Linked DNA regions of Macaca fascicularis: region 2 is linked to region 1. A link is a contact called in public Hi-C data. All regions are on one chromosome and are shown on one strand. Each heading gives the region's core, a stretch centred on a gene start, on an enhancer-like site or on the middle of the called end of the contact. The rest is flanking DNA. Distances are from core to core; before and after follow the strand shown. Region 1 overlaps RBM20 (RNA binding motif protein 20). Region 2 holds the start of PDCD4 (programmed cell death 4).

Region 1 (2,654 bases), core at 79-2,578:
GTTCCTTACATAAGAACTCAAAGTATGGAGGCATCCTCAGGCCTAATTGAATTTAACACCAGATTACCATATCGATAAAGAAACTCAAAGTATGACCTCAACTCGCATTTTTCAATGTCAAAAATAATGTTTAGCCCCCTGCTTCCTGTAGTATCACTACCTTCGAAGACCTTTAAGGGCTTATAAGAGAGCCCAGGTTGAGAATTAGTGCACAGCATGGTGATGCTTGCTCAAGGGCACTCAGGATTGCCAGTGCCTCTGATGTACAAACTATACTTTTGATGTACCACTCAGGGACCTCACTCCCCCTGTTTCCCTTCTCACTTTCCTCCCTACCTCCCTCCCTTTTTCCCTCATCATTCAGATCTCCCACAGGGCATAGGGCAAATATGCCCTGTGGCATATAGCAATGTTTATGTGAAGTGTAATGAGAGTAGAATAGAGTGATAATACTTACTATTCTACATCTCGTATGAATCATAGATGGTTTTGAACCTAAATGGACTTTAACAACAACCAAAAGACATTTCAGATCAATGGCAGAAAAGAACTTGATGAAGCATCCTAAATAAAATATTGACAAAAGAATAGAACACATAAAAATTAATTTATCTTTCTAACTGGATAGGATTTACCACATGCCCTGAAGCCAGACACCACACAAAAGCAAACTGTTAACCCAGAGATTCTCAAGATTTTCATTTCATGGCTCACTTAGAAAATAATCTGCTGAAGTAAATGGTTTAACTGAAGAAGCCGTTCATGGTTACTGGAGGAACTTGGCCTTCAGCCTGAGGGATCAATATCTTGGCACTCCCATAACCATTTGCAGTTGATGTAGCTCATAATTGGAAAGCTCCAAATCACTATTATCTGGAAGAATCTAAAAATCTCATTCGTATCTTAATAAATGACGACAAGGGAATTGGTAAAATCCGGCTCCTATTTCTGATTAAAATCTTGGAAGAGAAGGAACTCAGATGTCTTTTTAAAATTTGAGTGGAAATTTTAATTGCGGCCCATTCACTTTAGTGCCTTTGGGAACGACATCTACAGCATGAATACTTCTCTCTGGTGACCGGCAGCCACGAGGTTGTTTTTTCTACTACCCAGCAGCCGCAGTTGCTGTGCTGTGTTCCAATAAAAGCCTCTCGAGTTGTCCTTTCAGTCTGGAGGAGACAATGAGAGAGGCACTGGCCCTCATGCCTGTTCACTAGGCAACTGGATGGGCCAGGAGCAGGATAGGCCCGGAACTGCCTTGGGTGTCTGCTCCGTTGTCCAAGCATGCATTAGCACAGGCCAAGCACAGCAAAGTCACATGGGGCAGAAACGTGCCTCGCTAAGAGGAGACCAGGCAGAGCGCCCAGCCTCAGCCCTCCTTGTGATAAGCTCAGAGGACCAGCTACTCTGCCCTGCTTGAAAGCTCAGCTGTGTCTGCATCTTTATGTGAACACTCACACTAATGGGAGGCAAAGATTCTGCTTCTTAATAGCACTCCTCCTTTCATCTCTGCAGAAGGGTTCAGTCCTCACTAGCCACAGACTCAAAGTCTCCTAGCTGATGGAGAGTGCATTTGCACTTTAGGGAGATGAGGAGCTGCTCTGGGAGCTGCCTGAATCCTTGCTCCCCTTTGGGAAAGTGCTTGACCTCTGGACATTGCAGAGTGGGAGGTCGGAAAGAGGCACTTGGGCTTCTACAATTCAGGGCTGAACCATAAAAGGAAATTCTTATGGACTGTAATTGTTTTCAGCTCAAATGAGACAAACGAGGGCTTTTCATGGTAGAATTACCCAAGTATTAGCCCTTGTTAGGGATGATATCTTAGACTTTCCCCCTATATTACCTTAGCAGAGTCGGACCCACATCAAATGTAATTAGATGTTGAAGTTCAGTTTAACATAGAAAATTGTGATTATGCAAATGGAGACTATGCTATTAGAATGTGTTTCAGGTTTGGAAAATTATATCCTTCTCTTCCACATTGGGTTGGCTTATGGTTACTAATTCTTGACCCTCCCAGAGACTCTAGGCTGATTAAGGTTTGCACAAAACAGACAGACACACTTCCTCCCTCAAGGAGCTTTGATTAGGGCCAAATGGTGGCTTCCAAACTGTATTCCTTAAAGGTGCCTTTGAGACTGCCAGGTGGGGGTGGCGCCAGGGTGCCAGACCCCAAAGTTTGACCCGAATAGCTCTTTTATTTGTTGAATACATTGGTATAAATCAGTTTTATCTGAAGAAAGGATTCCAAGCTGAAAATATTTTGAAAACCACTGCCCTAAACCACAGGTTGTTGCTGTGAATGTCAATGCATATATATTACATTCTCATAAACTTTTCTGTGTTCTTTTTTCTTTATTGGAATTGTAAGTCAAGCAATATGAGGTATATATGAAGAAGGTTCAGCATGTCTCATCTTACTGCCTTCCTCTGAAGATAACCAGCACTGACAGGTTGATATGTATGCTCCACATCTTTGTCTGTTTGTGCTGACATTCTTTAAGCATTTTTTATTGCAAAAAATTTTAAATATACAGAACAGTAGAGACCAGTATAATTAATCCTTGTATACCCATCACCCAATTCCAGTAATTATCAAAATTTTACAACACTTGCTTCATCTTTTTTCATATATTTTTGTTTTGTTTTCCAAA
Region 2 (2,654 bases), core at 41-2,540, 77 kb after region 1:
ACAAAATAAAAAACTACTAGGGAGGGCCATGAGGCACAGAAGGATTGCACCAGGCAGAGATAGGAGATGAGAAGAGAGACATTTCAAGGTGATATATAAAGAATTACCAGGGGTTGAGGAGGCATATAGGGATATGTGTGGAGACACAGCTTGAAAGTCTTTAAGTCACATTGTGGAGCCTTGAACGACCGACCGTGGCGCTGACACTCAAGAGAGGCAGTGGGAAGCCAGTGAAGGTGTGTGTGTGTGTGTGTGTGTGTGTGTGTGTGTGTGCAGAGAAATAGCAGCATTAGAGATGATTCCCAGGCAGGGTGACTGGGCAGCCAAGGGAAGGCGCTGGCCTGCGCGGGATGAGGCAGTTGGGTTCTGGAGGGACCAAGCAATCATTCAGGTGCTGCCCATCAGACAACTGAAAAATCTTATGAGAGGTAGTGGCTAAGTCCCCTCCTGGGAGCACAGAGGAAGCATAAGGTTCTGGTTATCACCCTCAGGGGACCGTGACGTTGAAATAAGGACAGGACCAGGCAAAACGAATGCAGCCAAGAGGAAAAGTCAGAGAGAACAGCGAGGGGAGGTGGAAGTTTCAATAGAGAAATTGTAGCCATGGCTGAGATTCCCAGCACCGGAGTCCGGAATTAGTGCGTTCGAACGCCAGAGGCTTGGCAAGTCATGATTAGCAAAGGGACTTCAAAGAGTTTTGGGGCCTGTTTTATATCTGTGAAATGGGAATTATTTCTATCTCAAAGGTTTGAGGGGATTCGCTGAGAGAAACTTCTTAGCATGGGATCTGCAGAAACTAGAAGTCATGGAGAAAGCAGGGGTCAGAGGGAGGAGGAATCGGGCAGGCTGATCACTTGGAGTGTTCACCTAAGGAGTGTCTAGAAATGGAGGCAGCGACGTCAGGAAGCTCAAAACCTGTGCTTCAGCCCAGTTTGCAGAACGCCCTGTAAGGAGAATGGGTGAGCTGGGACTAGGCAGCTTCATCCTCGTTCCCATCCCCCAGCACTGCCCTTTTCCCGACGCTCCCATCTCGCCACGCTTCCCAACACACCCCCACCCCGGCTTCCCGCTCCGCTCCCGCTCCAGCCAGTCTCAGGAACCACAAGCGCATGCGCTCTCCGCGCCCCTCTCCAACTTTCCACGTTTCACTCCTCTCCCCTTTCCGCCTCAGCTCCGGCTCCACCGCCACGATTGGCCAGCCGACCACCCGGCCTTGGCCAATAAGCGCCGCCCTCTCGCCCCCGTGTTACTGGGTAGAAGAAAACAAAAACAAACAGAGCGAGAGGGGCCAGAGACTCTCCGAGGCGGCGGCAGAGCCAGAAGAGCGGGGTCGGGGCCGGCTGACCAGGGACCTGGGCGAGCAGCGGCAGGGGCCGGAGGGGTCAGTACCAGTAGGCGCGGCTCACACGCTCGGGAAGACTGCGCCCTCTCCCCCATCCCCCCTCGGAGGCAGCCGCACGATGGGAGGGGGCGGGGGCGTGGGGGCCGCGGCCCTGTCAGGTCCGGGCCAGCGGTGCGGGGCCCCGGCTGCCTCCTCGTAGCCCCACAGGTCCAGCCGCGCCCGCCCCAACGCCCCGGACTGCGGGCAGCCGGCCCGGTTCCCTCTTTCTGGGCCCAGCCTGGAGCGTGGTGGCGCGGGCCCGCCCCCTCCCGGAGCCCTCTTCCCACTGAGAGGGGCGCGCGGGACGCTTGCCCTCGAAGGTCTCCCTCAACCCACCTCCCCCTCTGGCGGAGGTTGAATTCAGGGGCCGGGATTGGAAGGCGTGTTTCCGGCTGGACTGAAATCCTGTGAGGAAGATTCGCGCCCTCCCCGCCCCCTGCTCTCCCTGGGAATTCTCTGAAGATGCGCCCCCCTGCTCGGCGTGACCCTGGAGCTCCGTTCCTGGCCCCGGCCCAGCCCCTTCCGGGGGCCGACCCGGGCTGGGGACTTCGGGGGTCCTGGCCTGAGCCCGCTGCGGGAGAAAGGGTCCGGCCGCTGTGGGGAGGGGCCGCGCGCTAGCCTCACTGGGGGGGCCCTAGGAGGCGAACACGTGCCGGCCGCCCGAGCCCCGCGCGAACTTCGCCGAGCCAGTCCTCCGGCAAAGGGTCTCTTTTTTTTTTAGTTCAGGTAAAATATAATCTCCCAGAGAAAACAAAGCTGGGAAGGGAGCCCCCTTTCTGTGAAACGCATGCCGTCTGCTGCATTTGTCAGTTTGATGCTGTAACGTACATGGAGTTTTGCAAGAGCTTCAAAACTGTCTGCAGACGTCAATGTCGCCCACCTACCCCTTTTGAGAACTCGCTACATAGCCAGCGACTGTGTAGTGTCTACAAATGATGAAAACGATCAGAAATGCGACTACATGTCTGGCAAAAAAGGGTTTCCCTTGTTTTTTAACTTGTATTTTTACTTTAATTTTTATGATTTTGATAACGTGACTTTTTTTGGGAAACCACCAAGTGCTTTTTAAGCAAGGAGTTACTGGCATTTATACCCTTAATATTCCTTCATTATAGGCTTATTGAATACCTTAATATTTCAGTAAGTGTCTTGGAATTATAATTGATTGGCTTTTTCTGTGGTACTAATGTGAAAGGAAAAATAATTGTTAGGACTGCAAAAATAAATGCCACTTGAATATTATCTGTAGTGCTCACTTTTGCATTACTGTAGT

What was found. Hi-C and Micro-C count contacts between places; a contact is called where the count stands out from the background.
Region 2: a contact with region 1 is called in a Hi-C map of skeletal muscle, with 4 times the contacts expected there. The contact joins the promoter of PDCD4 here to the enhancer-like site in region 1. A contact is called at or near these places in 2 of 2 Hi-C or Micro-C datasets (liver and skeletal muscle).

Annotation. Positions count from the first base shown.
Region 1 is chr9:119,881,508-119,884,161 of T2T-MFA8v1.1, forward strand. All of the region lies in intron 5 of RBM20 (RNA binding motif protein 20), which reads left to right. Among named protein-coding and RNA genes, the nearest start is that of PDCD4, 77 kb to the right of the region's middle. Within about 2 kb of position 1,329, at least 2 of the 6 cell types and tissues checked have an H3K27ac peak or open chromatin away from gene starts, as enhancers often do.
Region 2 is chr9:119,958,086-119,960,739 of T2T-MFA8v1.1, forward strand. It overlaps PDCD4 (programmed cell death 4), which reads left to right and starts at 1,291. Exons shown (of 15, transcript XM_074002699.1): 1 at 1,291-1,381.